Regions from separate parts of the Mus musculus genome. Here all the other regions are linked to region 4. Evidence: chromatin contacts called from public promoter capture Hi-C data. All regions are on one chromosome and are shown on one strand. The core of a region is the stretch at or near the end of the contact, and the rest is flanking DNA. Distances in the headings are between cores, read along the strand shown.

Region 1 (5,337 bases), core at 330-2,829, 2.0 Mb before region 4:
TATTTGACGGAGAAGGGATGAGAGGCACCTTTGCCCAACAGCAGGACCACAGGGGAAGTGAAGCAAGGGGTGTCTCTGATTAGGGGGTCCTAGATCTCCCCTTTCCTTGCAGGCAGGCTCCTGGCCAAGTAACAGGCTTTGCTGTCCTCAGGTCTCATCAAAGTCTACACCAGCAGCTGGTTTCTTACTAGAAGACAAGAGTATGTAAATACATAGAAGAAAAGGAAGGGACCAGGGCAGGGGAGACAGGTGGCAAGTACCTTTTGAAGCCAGGGTTAATGAGAGACTCCCCTGGACACCGTCTCCTGACCCCAGGCCCAGAGCTGCCTCTCTGGTGATCAAGTTCTGCCAGAAAATAGGATCAGGGAAATCTTGAACTCCAAAGAACCCTGGCCAGAACTCTGTCCACATGGAAAGATTCTCCCATGAGACATCTGGAGAGGCAGTTCCAGAGAAAGAGCAGCCCCAGCCCACATGCCAGGCCCACCCCTTACCTGGTAAGAACTGAGTGCCTGCTGGCTGGGTGTTCTTCTTGGGGCTAGTGATGGTCTCTTCTGCAGCTAAGAGAGAGTCGTGGCATCTCACTCAATGCCAGGAGGGTCTGCAAAAGCATGCCCCTGAGGGAAGGTACAGGTGCCCACACATACAGTACCTGCCAGCCGCCTCTCTAGGTTGCATACATGCTCTGCCAGGCTGAGAGTCAAAGCCTGCAGCCTGGGGGCTGCCTCCGGGCTGGGCACCTTGGAGAGGTCAAAGGCCAGGGCAGGGGTATCCCCTGAAAGGGTTATCAATGCTCTGTCTTCTTGCAGGCTTACAGTTACTGCCTGCTGTTGGCAGGCTGCCCTAAGGAGGGAGATGTGTGTTATGGCCAGGATGTGTTAGCACTACCCCAAGCTTCTCATTCACATGGCCTCCCTAACTGGAACTCACCTGAACCGGGAATGGATATCTTCAGCCCCACTTAGGCCAAATCGGGCTTTCTGCTGGGAACAAGGAATTGTCACTAACCCCGCCCAGGACCCTGGACCCACTGGACATTCCAAACTGCCCTACCCTGGAAATGCTATTAGAACCACTGCCACGGGGAGGGGGAGGGTGGCAAGCTACCAGCTGTCTCCTATCCCCAGCACTGTTACTCACGAGCCTCGCCAGGCTGTCAGGCGAGAAGCAGGTGCTCCAGAGCTCGGCGGCGTCCGTCACACTGGGTGGGAGGGGCTGTCAGGCACCGTGCCCGCTATGCTCCCGCACCCCACATCCCTAGACTCCACTCACTAGAGGTTGAAGTCGTCGCGGTCCCCGTCTCCACCACTATCCCGCTCGCAGTAGCACACCAGGCGGGGGGAGCCCGAACCCGGCGGCAGAATACAAAGCGGCAGCGACAACAACGGAGGAGCCATGACAGCAGGGCGGTCTCGCCGCAGGAGCCAAGTTAGATGTGGGCTGAGGGCGCCTGCGCAGAAGTACAAACTCGGTGACTCACAATCTAAGGTGTTCGCTCGGCGGCGGAACTTCTGGTTTCTGGAGGGACGGAAGGACGAGGCGATGGGCGGTACTCAAGGTTGACATTGTTTCCGGGTACCAGGCATTAAGTAAGAGGCTGACTAAAGGGCGGGGTTTAGCACGTGGGGCGGGGCGGGAAGCACTCGGAGGGCGGGGCTTAGCGCATTAGCTACTCAGTGCTATTCTGGGCTCTGTTCTTTGGCCCTTGCATCCAAACAGAGATCTACTATGGTCTCACTCCTTGTGCTCTTCCGCTTTTCTGGGTCCTTCTTAGCAACATATCTGCCGCTCTTCAATGCCGGTCTTCTTTCCTATCTATCCCCCAAGGGCTTGTACTGCAGGGCCTCCAAACTGTTGGTCACTTGTCCCTTCCTGTCACTTTAGATATAAACACATCTCTTTCTAAAGCTGAGTTGTAACAAACCAAAATACAAGAGTAAGTACAGTACATGTGGAAACGTTTGGAGATGCAGTTTTCTCCCGGGCAATACCCTCCCATTGTCTGAGTCACCACCCTCTGTGTGATACCTGTCAGCCCTGAGGACACCTTCACCAACAGGAGGTCTCTGGAACCTGAGATCTAATGGGAGAGATGACTAGTCCGACAGGACAGCACTCACACTGCAGCAAATGCTCATGAGAATCCACACAGGGCCTGCATAGTAGGGGCTGATGCCACCTGCAGAGAATGGAGCCCAGCAAAGGGTGTGCTCAGGAGGAGGCCTGATGGGAACAGAAGTCTTCCCAAGGCTGTGGAAGAGGGCTAGCATGAACCTATGAGAACCATGGTGAGAGTGGTTAGTAACTTGGTGAACTGTGCTAACATTTGAAAAGTGCCATCAGCCAAACATACTCAATTCCCACTTTCCTCTAGTTTTGCTCAACCCTGCTGAGGCTCCGGACTAGAGCCTTTGCGTGCATGGGTTTTTGCCTGTCTCCAGCCGGGTGTACTTACCTGTAGTTCTTTTGAAAGTGTCCTCTTGAGGATCCATGTAGAACATTTCACCTCTGCTCAAGTCTCCATCCCTCTCTCCCATGTCTTACTTTCCCTGCTTTTCACTGTGTACCGTACATCCTGGTTTTAGGAGTTTCTGGCTCAGCCTTGATGTCTGCCTGCATCTCCACCATTGTCTGACCCCCTCCTAGAAGCTGCATCTAAGGTCTTGCTTCTATTCTAGCCACTGGAATATGGCAGAAATGATGTCTGTCATTTCTCCCATCCCTACTGCATTGCTCACCACAGCACAAGGCAACCCAGGAAAACCTTTGATATTAAAGTATGGAGGCCTGCCTGTGCCAGAGCCAGAGCCAGAGCCAGAGCCAGAGCCAGAGCCAGAGCCAGAGCCAGAGCCAGAGCCAGAGCCAGAGCCAGAGTCAGAGCCAGAGCCCCAGAGCCAGAGCCAGAGGCAGAGGCAGAGCCAGAGGCAGAGCCAGAGGCAGAGCCAGAGCCAGAGCCAGAGCCAGAGCCAGAGCCAGAGCCAGAGCCAGGAAGCAGAGTCCTGTCCAGGCCTCAGGTCTGGGAGATGGTGAACGGCATCCTCTTCCACTCGAGGGGCCTGTCCCAGACCTTAAGGACCTGGAGATATCGCTGCTTCTTGTTCTAGGCTGCTAAAGTCTGCAAGGATTTGTTTCTCAGCCTCCCATGGAGCTGCTGGTTTTGTTTGTTTGCTTTGTTTTGTTTGTTTTACCAATTTGAGTGAAAAACTTTAAACCGACTACAAAGCAGAAATAACAGCATAATGAGCCCCAGATGGACGAATTATCAACATTTTGACAAATTTACAATCAATATTTTTATTAAATTCTATTTTATTTTATTAATTTTTGCATAATATTCACATTACAGGTGTCACTGAACTATACCCTCAAACATTTCGGGACAATTTTGTCTCTTCAAACATTGGTACTTCAGGGCGTGGTGGAACACACTTGTAAATCCAGATGGAAAGGCTGAAGCCCAAGGATCCCAGGTACCTGCTCAGCAGGAGTACACAACAGGGTCCTAGCACACACACAAAAGCCAAACAAGTTATACTGTGTCCAGTATAAACACAGAAATAATACACTTACCTTCCTGTGTGTGTGTTCTACATATTCACATGTACACACATATGTGCAAGTAGAGACCAGAGCCAATGTGAGCACCTCCCTCAGTTTATTATTATTATTATTATTATTATTATTATTAAGCATTTCTATTCATTTTATTGTGAGTGGGTGTATGTGTGTCATGGTACAGAGGTCAGAAGTCAAAGGGCAGTTAGTTTTCTTCTTCCATCCTTAGGTCCCAGGGATCAAACTCAGGTCATAAGCCTTAGTAGCAAGTACCTTTACCTTTAGAGGCATCTCAGTGACCTTCTATTTGATGTACTTGAAAGCTGAATCTGTCTACAGTGGCTCCCGGGACCCAGGGCACACATGGAACAGGGTGGAATGTGGCTTGCCTCATGTAATTGCTGTTCCAAAGCGGGAGCTTCTGGGCAGCTAAACCAGCCGTATCATACTCTTAGGCTAGATGCTGGGGACTACAGGGTCCAAGAAGGGCCTTTAGGCACCTTGGGTCTTCCCACGAAGAACTAAGGTATAGTCCTTTCCCTGAAGGTACTGCCCTAAAGGACCCAGCCTATGTGGTTTCCAGACTTAGACAGGCCTTGCCACCCACCACCCACTCTCTGACTCCCCTATGAAACACTGCTTCTGTCAGCCTCACCAAAGTGTTTATTGTGCCTGGGGAGCTGTAGAGAAAAACAGGGAGCTCTTTGGGTGAAGACTCAGCATAGAGGCATCATGAGCCAACTGACCCCGCAGGTGGCTGGACCCAATACAAGGAGCAGGTGGAGCATTACTGAAAACTCCCCAAACATTACTGAAAGTGGGCAGTAAGGATCTGGAGGAACACGGTAGCTGTTTGAAGCTATGGTGGCCAGGCCTCCCTGCCTTCTCCATGCTGGAAACCACGCCCAATGTAGTTCTATGTTGGTGTTAGAGTGGGGCATTGGGAGGGACCTCTGAGGACACTCATCTGTGCCCAACACACTGATTTGTTGAGAAAGCAGATCTCATGAATGCCTTTGTCCCTTCCCTAAGTCCTCCACCCTCAGCCAGTGATAGTCTCTTGTGTGTACTGACTTGGGCATTCTGGCCCCTCACTTGGCCTAGACACCTGGCCAGCCTGCTACAGACTCATAAGCATGGAAGTCTCAAGAAGACACTCTGAGAAACAAAGTTTCTTTCTCCATGAGTGAGCAGGTGATGAGATGTGTCCTGGGCAGTACTCCCACCCAGGCTGGGGACACTGCTCCAGGAGAAGGAGCCTGTGTCTGGTACTGGGGGTTATCAGGACCAGCTCCTCTGCCAACGACTGGAGAGTGTTGCTTCTCTGTCTTGAAGTACATCACAGCAGAAGCTCTGGTTTGTCCATGAAGGGCACAGGGATGCTACTCTAGGTCATGACTAATAGTGAAAGGTGGGTGCTGGTCAGGACTCAAAGATGCCTGCCTACTTAGGAAGCTCCCCAACATAGAAGCCACCCCTGGGACACTTCCCAAGATGGCCACCCCAGTCCCGCAGCCTACACAATGAGCTTCCCCACCCCACTTCTTTCCCTGCTGCCAAATGACAATCTTTTGGCCATCCAAACTCCTTACCTGGGTTGCTGAACTGCCTGGCTAGGGCACTCTTGGTGAAGGTTGCTTCTCTCTCCTGTCATCTGCCACCTGGCCTGGGGAGAAAGATCTCCACACCCGAGCCACCAGTGACCCTTGAAGGTGCTCAACCCCAAGATCTGCCTTGCTTTTTCAGGCAGCCCCGGTGAGCTGAGGACATTGCCCATGCACA
Region 2 (5,752 bases), core at 2,886-5,385, 2.2 Mb before region 4:
AGATAGCTACTTGCACCTCTGAGTGGAAATCCCTCATCATCACCACAGGAAGTAAACGAAGCTCACAGCACTGCTTGTTTAGGGACACAATGCAATGCTTCAGATTATGTTTGGAACATAGTGAGGAACAGGGACAGACTGGATGTTGTAATGTAATGCTAGCTGGTCTGAGCCTCACCATGCCCTGAATTCCATGGTGGTACTCTGCCACCCTGTTCCTTCCCCAATGGTGCCCTTCTCTATGCCAAGTCCTTACAAAGTCCTGACCATTAGGGAATATCTGTGCATAAGGTTGATGAGCCAACACAGTGTAGGGTCACATGGTCTACAATGGATGGGCACCTGGGGTGCCAGCTGCCTGCTTCATTTTTTCCTTGACTTTAATAACTGTCTCCAGCAAGTCAACCCCCTACTCACTTGGCATATGAGGAATCCCCGAGGCCTAGGACAGCAAAATCCATTTGACAGAGGGAGCTGGACGGCAGGCTCTTCCGGAATATGAACCTCCAGAAGTTCTGTAGCCATAGGAAAACTGTTAGGACCTCAGCTCAGGCCAGTTTTCTGTCTGAGGTCCCAGCAGGGAGAGGATGGTGTGGAAGGAAGACCATTAGAGCCCAGAACTGTACACTGGCCAATCTGGACATCTCCCCTTCACATGGAACAAAATTATAGACCAGAAACCTGCACACAAAGAAAACTTATCCTAACTGTGTAAGTGTAAGTATTTCTCATATATGGTAACCTGTAGCTCAGTGCCCCAATTAATTACCTGCTGCCCCCCTGCAGGACACTCAGTGGAGTATTCTTCCTAATCTGGTCTAGGGGTGAATTCGCTTACCACCCTCCAGCTGCTTCTCTATTACTGTAGTGGTAGACCAGCCTGTCTACTGCCATAAGAAGGGAGAGGCCAGCCATAAGTTCTCACTCAAGTTTTCTGGGTAAAAAAGGGCGATGGGCTGTGCTATGATTCTCTGAAGGTGTTGAGTCACTGACTCATGCCCTCGAACTCTGGGTTCATAATGACCTTTCCAGTTTGTTGCCCTCTGGCCTGTCAGCCATTAGGCCATGTTGTCTATTATCCCCAATAGTTAAACCCATCCTCTCTGGGTGCCCCTTTGCAAGCATGTAGTCACTGTCTCAGGCAGCAGTTCTGTCCTTCCATTATGTGACATTGTTTATTTCCTTGTAGACAAGGTCTCTCTGTGTAGCCCTGGCTGTCCTGGAACTCTCTGTAGACTAGGCTGGCCTTGAACTCAAGAGCTCCACCTGCCTGTGGCATGTTGAGATTAAAGGCTGTGCCAGTGCCACCCAGCTGTGTGACACCTTTACTGTCCTTACTGACTGCCTTCCTACCCATACCTTACTCTGTCACTCCTCACATGATCTTTAGGTTCTGTTGACTGTTTTCCTCCACCGTCCAATTTCTGTGTTACACTTGGGAGAACTGCTCAGCTTTATCTTCCAATATTTTGCAATTTTTTTCCTGCTTCCCTACTTCTGTCTGTCCTCCTTTGATGGTGGTCTTAGCCCAGTAATAGCTGCATCCATATTGAATTCTAGGTTCTGTTTGTCTTTGCCTTTCACTAGAGTCTTCACTCCAGCAAACATATTCATTCATCCATTCTGTCTCTCTGTCTCCCCCCTTGTCTCTGTCTCTGTCTCTCTCTCTCTCTGTGACCTATCTGTATTTAAGAAGCTCCTGGAAAAGCTGATGGAAAAGCTTTGGGAAATGCCTATCACAGTAGATTTCACCAGAAAGAGATAAGCAAAGACCCAGTTACTGGATTTTTTTTCCCCTATAACTCCAATGTGTTTTTAAAGAGGATTAGGGCAAAGAGGCCAAGGCCAAGGCTTTCCTGCCCTGCAGACCTGAGGGACCACACTCCTGGATGTGTTTTGCGATGCTGGGTCTGTAGCCTCTTCAAGGGACTTCTGTTCCGGTTGTGACTGAGACAGTAACTACTGACTCCTGCTCCTACGTGGGGTATCCACAGACCAGCATACCTCAAACCTGAGGGAGATCACTATTCCCTCACCTTCTTGTCCTTTTCCTATTTTTAATTTTGAGACAGGATTTCACTCTGTAGCCCTGGCTGTCCTAGAACTCCCTCTGTAATCCAGGCTGGCCTCAAATTCAGAGAAATCCACTTGCCTCAGACTCCAAATGTGCCACCACTGCCTCACGAGTTGTTTATTTTGATTCATGATTTTGGTTGACACCAAAAATCTTGGTCCTTCAGGTTTAGCCTCTGGAGGGCTGAGATTACAGGTGCATATCACCATACCTTGCTGATATAGTTTCTTAACATGTAGGTGAGGGCAGCCTTGAACTCCTGATCCTACTTCATCTTCTCTAGTGCTGGAGATCACAGTGTCTGCCCCACATAGACTGCTCTCCTTAGCAGTCACTACTGAGCCTCCCACCCTATCACTGACCTTGGGAAGGGGAACTCCTCCTTTCTGACTCTGCCCATGCTAGATGGCAGGCCTGAGGGATAGGGGACTCTGTTTTTTCAGTTTTATTTTGGGTGCTTCAACAATGATGCTTGTGCCAGGACCTTCCCAGTCCTGCACAGCTAACTGCAGCTCCTCTAGGTACCTCCTGGCATCTGCCATAACTGGTCCTCTCAATCCACAGGTGGAATTACTTTGAATTGTTTGTTTGTTTTGTTTTGTTTTTTGAGACAGGGTTTCTCTGTATAGCCCTGGCTGTCCTGGAACTCACTTTGTAGAACAGGCTGGCCTCGAACTCAGAAATCCGCCTGCCTCTGCCTCCCGAGTGCTGGGATTAAAGGCGTGCACAACCTCCCCCGGCTTTACTTTGGGTTCTTGTGCTGTGATTCTGCCCTCATCTTTTATATCCCTCTGATTACACACCCTGCTGAGTCTACCTTTTGGGCTCTCTGGAATATGCCTGATTTATTCAGCCTTGGGCCACCACCCAGCTCAAGGCACGTGTGCACCTCCTGCTTACGGGGATATATTTATTGCCTAGCATTATTCTTGCCATGTTCAGATAGGTGGTGGTCTTGCTACACTGACAGCATCACTGTGTCAATTCCATAGTCCCTATAGCTTTCATCTTAATAGGACATTTCACTGTAGCTATCCAGGATTTTTGAATGAACCTTTCTTCCTACCCCTTTTCTGTCAGCACAGTTCATGGCTGGGGAATCCTCAACTTTCTGCCCTTTACACAGGTTGCTTCTCACCACCATCTGCCCCTCCTTTTATTAATTTATTTTAGAGACAGGTTCTATGTAGCCCTGGCCAGCTCCATCTGCTCCTGCCTCCCAAGAGCTAGAATTAAAGGTGTGCTCCTTCCTTCCCAAGAGTTGTGTACGATTTCAGGACCCCCTTTACTCTCTGAACATCTGGCACTTTCCCTAGCACCAGGTGTGGTTTTAAGAGCTATTTCTCTCCTCGGATCTACAAAAAGAATCTCTCTCAAAGGCACCTCTCATACTCAACACGCGTTGAAGGGAAGCTATTTCTGTGCACGCTGGGACTCTTATACAGCAATGAAAACAGGATGAGGGTACACATTAGGCCAACCTTACCTTCATGTTGTCAGGAGGGTCTCCTTGGCCTGTGGTCGCACAAACAAATATCACCAGGGGCTCCCTAATGAGATTCGCCTCGAGGACAAGACACAAGTAGATGTAAGGTCTCTGGCAGCCTTGATCAGTGCCCTCCCTGCACCGCATCCCACCACCACCTTCACCTAGGGGAACAGAGTAAAAGTGTTTGGACACTTATTCCCACTGGCTACCAGGCTTTACTTTCTCAGGCCTCAACCTAGTGCCTCCCTTTCCCCTGAATCCGCTTGGGCCCAAAGGGCCTCACTCAAACGTCCTCCATCCGAGGGCGCGAAGTCCGGTGGAGGGTCTCCGCCGTAGCGCCCGAGCCTCACCACGGAGTAAGAGTCCAAAGCCTGCACGCGGCAACCTAGCCGCCGGCGCCGGGCCTCACGGCCCAGCCTCTCCGCCTCGTCCTGGGCTGTACCAGTCTGGCTGCCGAAAAGCACCAGGAGCTGTGGAACCTGCATTACTGCACACGCCGGCCAGAACCGCACACCTCACCAACTTCCCCCTTCCGCTGTCAACAGGAAATGACGCGTTTCAACTGCGCCAGCGGGGGGAGGGGCGGGGATAGCATCTGGACACCACGGGCTTCTGCTAGCCTCCGGTTCCGGGTCCGGGGTTGGGGTCCTCAGGGTCGCAGAGCCCCAGGGCCGGCGTCCAGGCCAGGTTGGGCTGCTTGCTGCCTCCCGTGTGCAGCGGCGGCAGCAGGCGGTCGCCAGGTCTGCGGTCGGAGACGTCACAGCCCGGTGCGGGGCACCGGTGGCCGGTGTTAAGCAGGCGCGATGTTATTCTCGCTGCGGGAGCTGGTGCAGTGGCTGGGCTTCGCCACCTTTGAGATATTCGTGCACCTGCTGGCCCTGTTGGTGTTCTCCGTACTGTTGGCACTGCGAGTGGATGGCTTGACTCCGGGCCTCTCCTGGTGGAACGTCTTTGTGCCCTTTTTCGCCGCCGACGGGCTCAGTACCTACTTCACCACCATCGTTTCCGTTCGACTCTTCCAAGATGGGGAGAAGCGACTGGCTGTGCTGCGCCTCTTCTGGGTTCTCACCGTCCTTAGCCTCAAGTTTGTCTTTGAGATGTTGCTGTGCCAGAAGCTAGTGGAGCAGACTCGAGAGCTCTGGTTCGGCCTGATCACGTCTCCGGTCTTCATTCTCCTGCAGCTGCTCATGATCCGGGCTTGTCGCGTCAACTAGCCTCTTGCAGTGGCTGGAAATGGAGCACTGCGCAGCTGGAGTTCTGGACCTCCCGGTCCTGACCCAACTTGGTGCCACACTGGTGGAGCTTTGGTCAGAAATCAGTGTTTGCTTGTGCCCAGTTTACTGTCCAGTTTTCTTTATATATAAGATCGTTTCCTCGAGCAAAGCTTAAAAGTGAAGTCTTGTTTATTAAAACTTATTTCCAGTTATTCATGCTCTGAATTGCCAGTCAATACTGAACTTTTCCAGCATTTGGAGACTGCATATAAGTAAAATATCCTGCTGGGCTCTGAGTATTTCCCATGGTGATGTGCCCCCTTTATAAATCAGCTTGTTCACTCAGCAGCACTGACCTCAGAGCATGTCCCTTCATCTGTCCAGGGCAGACTTATACGATTGATAAAGAGGGCTGGCATCCCTTTTCCTCTTTTCTGCCAAAGACTAGCCTTTTGTTCATTCCACCTCACAAAGACAAAGAGAAAGCAGACTGTTGAGAAAGGGCATGAATAGGGCCCTGTGTGGGTATCTGCCATCTGAGAAAAAATTCTGGTCTCAAGGCATTGCTTGATTTCCTGGCTCAACCGATTGCAGTTTTTTTTTTTTTTTTTTTTTTTTTTTTTTTTTTTTTTTTTTTTTTTTTTTAAAGATTTATTTATTTATTATATGTAAGTACACTGTAGCTGTCTTCAGACACTCCAGAAGAGGGCATCAGATTTTGTTACGGATGGATGTGAGCCACCATGCGGTTGCTGGGATTTGAACTCAGGACCTTCAGAAGAGCAGTCGGTGCTCTTAACCACTGAGCCATCACACCAGCCCCCGATTGCAGTTTCACGGACTTTCCCACCACCTTGTGGCAGGCGTCATTAATACACTTGAGACAGACAGACCTAGAAAAGGAAGCATAGACATTAGGAACGGGTGCTCACATGCTCATGGCGGTGGATACATTTACAGCTGAAATTTATTAGC
Region 3 (5,354 bases), core at 2,624-5,123, 2.3 Mb before region 4:
AGTGCAGGGAATGCCTACAGATCCAGGTGTGTGGTATCAGGACCGTGTCTGCCCACTACCCTTGGAACAACCCACCTGGGGCCTCCTGAGAGTCCATGGCATGCCACTGGTCCAAATGTGCCTGGGATCTGCCTCTCAGCCCATTCTGCCTACTGTAACCTAGGTAACACTTCATAAATGAGGAGAGCTGGGTAGAGACTGCAGCAACTCCCAGTGTCCCTCTGAGCCACCTCTAATCCAGACCTTCCACTCAACCTGTTGGGCAGCCTTGCAGCCTGAGCTGAGCATCCCAGGGTTGAGGGGATCAGGGTGGAGTGTTAGCTTCCTCCTTCCCCTAGCTCTATGTCCTCTCCTGGAAGAGTTCCTGACCACATCCGTCCCCACTCCTGGATTACAAGGAAGCAGCAAGGAGCCTTTAATTGCTTCCCAGCACAGCTGCATCCTAGGCAGCTGCAGGACAAAGGCGAAATGGGAGGAGAAGACCTGACCATGCTGTCCACCTTGATTCTCGGGACAGCCATGCCCACTGGACCATGTGTTTCCCTTGCCCTTGCCTCTTCTTTGCTGCCCAGCACAGGGCTCACTCACGCCCGATGAAGCATTTCCACTTTTGCCATTTCAAGGGGTTGGAGGCTGTTTGCCCCATTCAGGTTCAGGCATTGGAAGCAAGCACCAAACCTAGGAGACTAGCTGCAATATGCCTTTCTCAGCTGCCACAGAGAGGTTGCCTTGAGGAGTGGGTATGGACACAGCGGCTCTGGTGTCCATCCAGTGTTGGCCTGCCATGCTGAGTGGCATGGGCAGGAGCCTGGTCACAGTGATCGTCTGCTGCAGTTCCTGCGGCCTCCTTCCTCTGCTCTGCCGGCTGGCTGGAGCTCAGTGTTTGTTATTTGATTCCTATCCTCTCTTCTACCAGGTGTCTGGGCTGCTGGGAAGAAACACTCTCCTCTTTCCCACGCTCCCCAACACATTTTAATGAATTAGCTGGAAGCCCCGCCCCCCACTGCCCACTGGCCTCCCTCCCCTGCTCAGCGCCTTTAAGGTGGCTGCAGGCCTGGCCCAGCTTTGGCCAGCTGCCCTGTCTGTGCTGTCCTCCTATGGCCTCTCAGATTGCCTGGACTACCCCACCCAGATTTCCCCTGCAGATTCCAGAGCACTCTACATGCCACCCCTTCACAGCATTGCTTTCAGAGCTGCTGGCTCCTAAGCACCCACCTAAGCAAGAACGGGAGCTGGGCATCTGGAGGGAGGAGGATGCCCTTCCCACTGTCTCCTTCTAGGAATGAGCAGATGGTGGTCAGGATGCTCCTGGACCAGCATTCTTTGGATCAGGCAGGGAATAAAGGTCAGAGTCCAGCATCACAGCCAGAAGGGGGTCTCCTAGATCTCAAGCAAGCATCACAAACACCGGAGCTTAATACTAGGTCCCCTGAGACTCTCTGGGAGCCCCCTTCCCTCCCTCTCTTTGAAAGCGGGGAACAAATGTCCACCTTTTGGAAGTGTCCTCCAGCAAACACTTGGGTGGTGCTTACTAGGAACCAAATGCCCCACAGCCTTCCCCAAGCCCCTCCTTATCTGAGACAGGAAGGCATGGGTGTGGGCCAGAGCATAGCTGTGGTGAAGGAGCACGAGCCAGCCGGGAATCCTGTAACCATCACCTAAGAAGTTCTGTGGGTAGCTGGCCATCCAGCTCCGTCTCAGCTGCACAGTGGTGGTGGCAAGCCAGGCACATCTGTCTGTCCTTTGAGCCTGACACAGGGCAAAATGTCCTCAGGATAAGCTTTTACCACGATAGGACTGCCACACCAGCCATGCTATTCTGCAAGAACTAGCTGAGCCTTCCAGCTCTCACAGCCCCTGTGGTGGGGGCCTGGCGTTCCCACACTGAGCTCACACAGGGCCCCTTTGTCTGCCGCCTGCTGCGGATGTCAACAGGACTTTTCTCCCAGGCTCTGTTCTGGGCAAGCATCTCAGATGCCCTTCCTCAGGCCAGGCTGGAGCCCACCTAGGTAGGGGCCTATCCGGGGACCCATTCACCTTCAAGGAACATCACTGGGCTTGATGAAAGTAAGGCTCTGCTCACCCCCAGGTGTGGTCTCTGATTCCTGCCTGTCTAAAGCTTCCAAGCCCTATGCAAACGCATGAAACCATGGGCCAGCCAGGAATCAGATCCTGTCCTCTTATGCTCCCAGAACTCCCGTTTCTCCCTGCCCACTTTGTTTTGGGTTAGTGTTCTGTGACACAGCCTGCATTGGGGCATCAGTCAGAACCCCCAACTGCACCTCAGTCTACCTGCACGGTGGAGAGAACCATAAGGGTTCCTCTCAAGATCTTGGAACAGTAGCCAAGCAGTGGTAGCGCACGCCTTTAATCCCAGCACTTGGGAGGCAGAGGCAGGCGGACTTCTGAGTTCGAGGCCAGCCTGGTCTACAGAGTGAGTTCCAGGAAAGCCAGGGCTATACAGAGCAACCCTGTCTCGAAAAAAAAAAAAAAAAAACTCTCTGAACAATGAGGTATAAGGTGTGGCTAGGGGACCAAATAGGCAGAACCCAATAGACCAAGGATCCCAAGAAGACTAGAGAGCTTTCCAAGCTGAATACACATGAGATTCAGGTTCTCAGGTTAGCAGAAAAGGAGTGTGACCCTTAAACAAGTTGGCCCGACGGGCGGACATCTGGTGGTCACAGTGGTGGTGGGGGGGGGGTTGCCTACTTTCTCCATTCAATTTAGCTATGGTCCCTCCCCGTGAACATAGTAAGGTTGGGGACATGCCCCGGTGAATATGATACAGTTCTGAGTCTGGGGCAGGAACATCCACCAAAGGAGCGTCCCCAGATGGAGCCTGGCTGGGTGGGCTGCCCAGCTGAGGCTTACAGTTGCCTGCTTGGAATTCCCAGTTAGCTTCAGAAGAAATCAAGCCCTGACGTGCCCTGCCTCCTGCTCTGCAAGTCTTAAGATCATTCCTCCTTAATTTCCAGCAACCACAGCGAAGCTATAAGCCGTAAAACATAATGAGGAAATGTGGAGCCTTGCCTTCCCAGCCAGCGCCAGCACCTCCTGCCTCACTCACGGTCAGTTGTTAAGGGTGGTCAATAAAACGTGGGGCTTATGGCTTGGAAATGAGTCATTTCAGAACTCCCTCAAAGGGCAGTGCTGTTGGTCTCACGAGCCAGCCCTGTGTCTTATATGCTGACACTAAGTAAAGGAAACACATAAGGAGGAGTAGTGACAGACTGGCCACCGAGAAAGAGAGAGAGACAGAGAGAGAGGCAGAGAGAGAGAGATAGACAGAGAGAGACAGAGACAGAGGGGGGAGCGAGCGAGCGAGCGAGCCTGTGCCAGCCTGCCAAAGGAACCCCTACCTACACTGTGGGTAGCTTAGGGGCATGGAGCTCCCTCCATCAGTATGGAGGAGCCAAATGCAATTGCTGCTCAAGCTTCCCCGTAAATTACACTTGAGTAGAAAGGACCAGAGTGATGGAGGACTATACAACCGAGCAGTTCGTGAAATTGCCACCTGTGAACGCCAGGTCCAGGCCTGGGAGTGGCTGCGCAAGGAACTCGCAACTCCCGACATCTATGAAGGAAGAAGAAAACTGCCGAAGGAGCTTATACACCGGAGCAACCAGACCCAGGATCCCGCAGTGGTGCTGGAAAACCCCCGAGGCCTTCTGACCACCCTGGCCAGACCAGACTAGTGCTGGTCAGACCAGCGCCCTCTATCCTGGAGGGAGCTGCAGCACGACCCCGCCTCCGCCCCGCCCCCACGTGGGCACCACCCAATCGAAAGAGCCCTGGTGTGCGCGTCAAGAGCGTCTATTGTTATGCAAATATAAGAACCGTAAAAGACGGCGAGAAGCGGCGGGCGAATTAGAACTATTTTGCAAAGGGACGCGGGTGGAGTTCAGCTGGAGCGAAGCCTAACCTCGAAGGGACCACGACTGCGAGTGTCGCGGCCTCCGGCTGCCCCAGGTTCTGCGAACCAGCACCCAGCCCTGTCGCCCGCCCGCTTGGGCGCGGCTGGATGCAGCAGGGGTCCCGCGCCAGCGGCCCTCGGCCCCGAACGCCCGGAGTGCGCAGGGGCGGCGTGCGGGGCCCGAGGGCGCAGCGCCCTCCATGCGCCGAGGCGTACCTCGAGACACGCCCCGAGACAGCCCGGGGCCCGCACTGCAGCCGCCGCCCGCGCTAAGCCGGGGCGCGGCTCGCAGCCCTAGCTCTGCGGCAACATGAGCCAAGCCGAGCTGTCCACCTGCTCGGCGCCACAGACGCAGCGCATCTTCCAGGAAGCGGTGCGCAAGGGCAACACGCAGGAGCTGCAGTCGCTGCTGCAGAACATGACTAACTGCGAATTCAACGTGAACTCGTTCGGGCCGGAGGGCCAGACAGCACTACACCAGTCAGTCATCGACGGCAACCTGGAGCTGGTGAAGCTGTTGGTCAAGTTCGGAGCCGACATCCGCCTAGCTAACCGCGACGGCTGGAGCGCGCTACACATCGCCGCTTTCGGGGGCCACCAGGACATCGTGCTCTATCTCATCACCAAGGCCAAGTACGCGGCCAGCGGCCGGTGATAGCCACCCGGACTCCGGCCCCTGGCCCCCACCCGCGTCGTCTCTGCTGTACCTTCCCGCCAACTACCTCGGTGTGCGCCAGGTTTGCTGGTCCGCGTGGAAATCGGGCTAAGTCTCTACGTCCGCGGCCACGACCAAAGTAGCGCATCCGTGGACCCCAGGGTTCGGCTCTCCGCAAAAGAGCGCCTCCCCTTGGCAGTCCTCTGAGCCCCGCGGGGCCCCAGAGCCTTCCCACGGCCCCGACCGCCTAGAGGGTGGGGGCGGGGCGCAGGCTCCAGTCCGTTTTGAAATTTGAGTCTCACACCGGGAGACTTCGGAATCCCGAGATACCGGATCCTCCGCTTGAAATGTTTTCTCCGGAAGGTGAAAGGCGCGGGCGGACTCGCGCTCCAGCCGCCGCTCGTGAGACCCGGCCGCTCACAGTGCGGCGCCCGCCGCTGGCAGCCGCCAAACAACCATTACCGGGCTCCACCATCTGCGCGCCCTCGCACTTAGGAAGGGAAGGGGACGCTCCGGGTTCCTGATGTCCTCAACTATTTATCACGTGTGTGTATATTTGTGGGTGAAGTTTGTGCGCCTGAGTTTTTTGTTTGGAAATATTGTGCGTGGTTATGGGAGAAAGATGCATTTTTTTTCCTTTAAAACTAAAAACTTGAGTCTACCATTTTTTGGTTGCACTGAAAATACCGCCTAGCCCTATGGTTTTCCCATTGCTAGCCCCTCCCCCACCGAGTCCCTAATCTTCCACACCTCATTCCTCTTTTCCTCTCCCTGGATTCTGAG
Region 4 (5,091 bases), core at 181-2,680:
GAGATCTCAGATCTCTTCAGGGGCACCCCCACCCCCAGTAATGCACACCACTAAGAAAGTGCAAAACAAAAGGGGGGGGGGATGGACGACACAACAACCAGCTTGTCCTCATGGGTTAAGGGGGACAGGACCTGAGCCCTTCAATTCCTTCACTCATTTCTCTTCCTGCACCCAGTCCCATGTTAGCCACTGAAGAACACAAGAATGACCTCAGAGACACAAACTTATACAGTTAAGAAGTTTAAGGTAGAGAAACAACAGCTGTGCACTTATTTCTGGCAGAAAGCTCTTAATCAAAATTGCAAAGGGCAGAGCCTTAAAATTGAGCCCTAAAGTATGAACTCACAAAAGGTATGCCCCGGCTCCCAGTGAGCCCCCTTCCCGCTCCTTACCGCCCCCCCCCCGCCGCCCCAGGGCAAGAAGACTGTTTATGGCTTCCTCGTTAGCCCTGCCCCCGTCGCAGCAACTGGTGGAGAGAACTTCCCCAAGCCGCCAGGATTTTTCACCGGGAATCCTCAAGAACCTTACATACGAGAGGCTTTGGGGTGCGCATTCCTCACCCAACTAGCTTGCGTGTTATACACGAAGTAAGAAAAAGACGTGCACCCCACCCCTTCCACCTCAATCCGAATCGACCTCGCCCGGATTAAGTACTCGTTTAGGCTGATTTCAAAACATGAACTGGGTTTCCTCCTGGCCTGGCTGCAATAATCCAGTAACTCGTAAGCGCGCAAAGTCGTCTCCCGGGCCATAACTCTGCAAATGCAGCCGCCGCCCCCCAAGCCACGCCGCGGCTGCCCCACTTGCAAGGCTCCAGCGGTGTCCAGGCCCAGCCTGGCCTGCCCTGCGACGATCCGCCCTAAGTGGCGCCGGAGCGACCCTGGGCACACCGCGCGCACCTTCCCGCGCCGCGCATCCTCCAGGCAGTCCCCTTCGGAAGATGGCGGGCAGAGGAAAAGGGGAAAGGAAAAAAAAATCCCTTCCGTGAGGGAGGGCTGGCGCAGAGAGCGCGGGCTGTGCCAAGTCCAGGCTGGGCGCTCCGACCAAGGCGACGCCTCCCAGTCCGGCCCGAGGCGACCGGCAAGCCGCGGGCGCACAGCGCAAGGCGGAGGGCAGCGGAGCCCGCGCAGTCGCTGCGACCCCGGGCAGGCGGCCGCCCCGCTTTGTTGCATCGCGGCCGCGCACAAAGGCGGCGGCCCCGGGCTCCGGGCTTCGAGACGCGCGGGAGGCCTGCACCATGCGTTCCGGGCCGTGTTCTCTCAGCCAAGTCCGCCGCCGCCACCGCCACCGCCGCCGCCGCCCAGAGTGTACAAGGAAACGAGAAAAAGGCGTACTTGGCCTAGGCGGCTCCAGCGCCGTCTGCTCCCGGCCCGCGCGGCCGGCTCCTCTTTGGCTCGCCGGCCCCGGCAGCATAATAGACGCGCCGGAGCTGTACAGGGCTCATGCGCTACGCCGCGGCGCCTGGCGGGAGTCGTAGTCCGCGCCCGGGCTCGCGCCAGGGCCGCCCAGGGGAGGCCGAGGCGCACGGACTACATGTCCCGGCCCCGCCGGCGCCACGCCGTGCCCCGCCCCGCGCGCCCCCGGCCGCCCGCCCGGCCGCCCTGGCCGCCAGCGGGCCCGGCCTAGGGGCGCGTGGGGGCGGGGCTGGGAGGTTGCCCGCCAGGACCCGAGGCGACGCTGGAACCTTGGCCCGCCCGCGCGCCTTCACTTTAGCGTTCTCAGCCACACGCAGGGAATAAGAACTGGTGGGCGGATTTCCAGAAGCCTAGGAAAACGTGGGAAAGGCGGGAACGCAGTTAGCACCCTGGGGTCACTACCCGGGTACCCCGAGGCCTCCCTCAAACCCCGAATGCTCACAAGCAGGGAGGCGCGCACCGGCCCCAGCCCATGTTTGTAAACAAACCGCGCGCCTAATTAGCCTGGCGAGGGCGCGCGCAGGGCGGTCCTTGCCAGGGAGGAGTCGCGATCAATCCCGCCCCAAAATCCTGGGGCGGGTTGAAGACCTGGGGACTCCGTAAGAGACCTGGCTGGTGGTGCCGGAAAAAGGCGGATTCTCCAAAGCTAGACACCAGTAAGGGATGCTTCAGGCTGTGCCAGCCAACTTTCCCTCTCTGGAGTCTCAGTGTGTCCCCATGTGCCTATGGAAAGACAGGAATGAGATTAAGTCCCGCCCTTTTTCTGCGTTTTGAAAGGGTTAGGACGGGGTCACACTTCAGATCTTGGTTTTGGTGAAAATTACAATGGTGCCTACGTTAGTCAGTTTTTATCCAGTTGTAATTTAAGGTGGGTGTGTGATAGACCCCAACAAAAACGTTACAAACAAAACAAGTTTTTCCATCAGTGCCCGCTGAACCTGCCTGCCAATGCAGGGTTCCAATTCTGCTGTGAGCTGGACCTATTCCAAGATCCTGGTGTCACTGAGTTTATTTCTGGCTGAGCGGGCACTTTGCTGCATGCAAGAAATGCACAGGTGGTTATGGTATTAAATACCAGACACACACACACACACACACACACACACACACGTACACACACACATACACACACATACACAACGAATATGTTCTGTACCTGAAAATGAAAAAGGCTCAAGAAGGCAAAGTGACATCCTTGGTCTCAGAGGTCCCAAGCTCCAAGCCCAGGGTCCTTGGAAGAGATTTGAGGACAAGCTGGAGCCTCTCCAGGCTCTTCTTGTCTCCTCTTTGGTCTACAGCATGGGTGCTTCTCACACCCTGGGGCGAGGTGGCCACTGCAAGGAAGCCCTGCTGTTTAGTCGCAGACTGAACACAGGGTAGGAGAGCAAGACCTGGGAGGCTCTAAGTTAGAGTCCTTAAACTCTTGAACCCAGGCTCCCCAGCAAAGCCATGACTGGGAGCTTGCAGAACTGCAGTCACCTTGCAGGTTCTATTATCATTCCTGCCATCTGGGTCTCACCTTTCTGGACACACTGAGCACTCTGGCTACTAGGACAAGGGACTTGCCAGTTAACTTTTTAAACAAAACCCAGAAAACTCTGTGTGTGTGTGTGAGTGTGTGTGTAACTATGTATGTGTGTGTGTAACTATGTACATGTGTGTAACTATGTGTTTGTAACAGTGTGTGTAACTGTGTGTGTGACTGTGCATGTGTGCGTAACTGTGTATGTGTGTAACTATGTGTGTGTAACTGTGTATGTGTATATAACTGTGTGTGTAACAGTGTATGTGTGTGTAACTGTAACTGTGTATAACTGTGTACATGTGCGTAACTATGTGTGTGTAACTGTGTGTAATTAGGTGTGTGTATAACTGTGTATGTGTATGTAACTGTGTGTGTAACTGTGTATTGTGTAACTGTGTGTGTAACAGTGTATGTGTGTGTAACTATGTATAACTATGTGTGTAACTGTGTATGTGTGTGTAACAGTGCATGTGTGTGTAACAGTGTATGTGTGTGTAACTATGTATAACTGTGTGTGTGTGTAACTGTGTATGTGTATGTAACTGTATGTGTACCTGTGTATGTAACTTTGTGTGTCTAACTGTATGTGTGTAACTGTATGTGTGTCTAACTATGTGTGTAACTGTATGTGTGTGTGTGTAACTGTGTATGTGTGTGTGTACATGTGGCACAGAGCACATGTGGAAATTAGAGGACAGTGTGAGAGCCAGCACTCCCCTTCTACCACATAAGACTCGAACTGGAATCACCAGGCTCAGACACAAGTTCCTCAACTGCCTGAGGCATCTCTCACAGGCTTAGTGACTCACCAGTTTAAAAGACCCCTTGGGGCTGAAGAGGTGGCAGTGTACTTAGGAGACCCTATTGCTCTTGCAGAGGATCTGGGTTCCATTCCCAGTACCAACCCTCTTGTGAAGTCCATGGGTACCAGGTATGCACACAGCATTATTACATAAACAACTGGTAAAAGTAGAGCACCCACATAATGTGAAGTCAGTCTTTCAAATATATTTTTAAAGATTCTATCATATACCTTCCAAGCCCCCACCCAAAAAGATCTGCACCCAGGCTTGATCTTGTAGGGCAATGGGCATGTGCCAGGCTTCCTGAGGCTGTCTGCCATGTCCGTGCTAGCTTCTGAACTCTCAGTGAGATGCTCCTAGGAGTTCACAAGAATTGGGGTGTCTCCAAGGCCTAGTGTCCCAGAGGCCTTAAGGAAGCACCTCTCCTGGGCCTGTATGTGTCTGTAAGAGACTAAGCTGTGTAAGAGTGCAAAAGAGCTCATCTGAGTTTCCGAGTCCTGAGCTGGCCATTCCCAGAGCAAGGGCTGAGGCCCCTTCCTGGAGTACACGAGCGTGGGGAGGGATTCTAGGTTCCCTGGCTGTCCCCACCAACAACAAAGTTGAGCCTGAAATGTGACCACCTAATCTCACTGGCATGCTTCCTCTTCTGTCAAACCCTCCAGAAGCTGGAAAGTCAGGGCCTACTTTTATACCCTGACAGGCCTGGGGTGCATAGGCCTTTGGCCTGCCTTTGCTTCTCAGCCCCATCTCTCTACCTCGTCCCACTCCTTGGAGCCTTTGTCTACCCTCTTCTGTACCTCTAAGTTCAATAGCTCATGAGACCTAGTAGGTACTCTTTTTTTTTTTTTTTTTTTTTTTGGTTTTTTTCAAGATAGGTTTTCTCTGTATAGCCCTGACTGTCCTGGAGCTCACTTTGTAGACCAGGCTGGTCTCGAACTCAAAAATCAGCCTGCCTCGGCCTCCCGAGTGCTGGGATTAAAGGTGTGCGCCACCACACCCGGCTAGTAGGTACTCTTAACTGTTGGAAGAGTTAATATTCATTTCTGTGCCCTAGCCTCTGCCTGCATACCTTATCCACCCTGCTCATGTCATACTCCATAGGTCCCACATGGCTTCGAAGCCAGGCTCTAGCTTCTGCTCCCTACTTCCAACAGCCTGCCCTTACATTACAGTATCTGGAGAGGAGCTGAGAGCTCCTAACAACTCGGTCATTCCTGGGCAGCTTGAGGTATGCCAGGCACTATGTGAATCTTAGAGCCGTTTTTTGGTTTGGTTTTCTTATTCTTTTTTTTTTTTAAGGTTTATTTATTTATTATATGTAAGTACACTGTAGCTGTCTTCAGACACC

What was found. Promoter capture Hi-C pulls out the DNA fragments that hold promoters and counts their contacts.
Region 1: a promoter capture Hi-C map of pre-B cells shows a contact between it and region 4, with 3 times the contacts expected there. The contact joins the promoter of Paxx here to the promoter of Brd3 in region 4.
Region 2: a contact with region 4 is called in a promoter capture Hi-C map of pre-B cells, with 4 times the contacts expected there. The contact joins the promoter of Tmem203 here to the promoter of Brd3 in region 4. A contact is called at or near these places in 1 of 39 promoter capture datasets (pre-B cells) and 1 of 9 other capture datasets (liver).
Region 3: a promoter capture Hi-C map of pre-B cells shows a contact between it and region 4, with 3 times the contacts expected there. The contact joins the promoter of Nrarp here to the promoter of Brd3 in region 4.

Annotation. Positions count from the first base shown.
Region 1 is chr2:25,459,515-25,464,851 of GRCm38.p6, forward strand. It overlaps Paxx (non-homologous end joining factor), which reads right to left and starts at 1,580. Exons shown (of 7, transcript NM_153557.1): 1 at 1,273-1,580; 2 at 1,141-1,201; 3 at 931-980; 4 at 653-843; 5 at 495-560; 6 at 261-345; 7 at 1-187. The coding sequence starts at 1,397. The coding sequence ends at 148.
Region 2 is chr2:25,251,304-25,257,055 of GRCm38.p6, forward strand. It overlaps Tmem203 (transmembrane protein 203), which reads left to right and starts at 4,136. Exons shown (of 1, transcript NM_177344.3): 1 at 4,136-5,049. The coding sequence starts at 4,367. The coding sequence ends at 4,777. Ndor1 (NADPH dependent diflavin oxidoreductase 1) reads right to left here and starts at 4,111. Exons shown (of 14, transcript NM_001082476.2): 1 at 3,914-4,111; 2 at 3,561-3,638; 3 at 418-515. The coding sequence starts at 4,048.
Region 3 is chr2:25,176,885-25,182,238 of GRCm38.p6, forward strand. It overlaps Nrarp (Notch-regulated ankyrin repeat protein), which reads left to right and starts at 3,874. Exons shown (of 1, transcript NM_025980.2): 1 at 3,874-5,354. The coding sequence starts at 4,227. The coding sequence ends at 4,571.
Region 4 is chr2:27,474,243-27,479,333 of GRCm38.p6, forward strand. It overlaps Brd3 (bromodomain containing 3), which reads right to left and starts at 1,431. Exons shown (of 12, transcript NM_001113573.1): 1 at 1,335-1,431.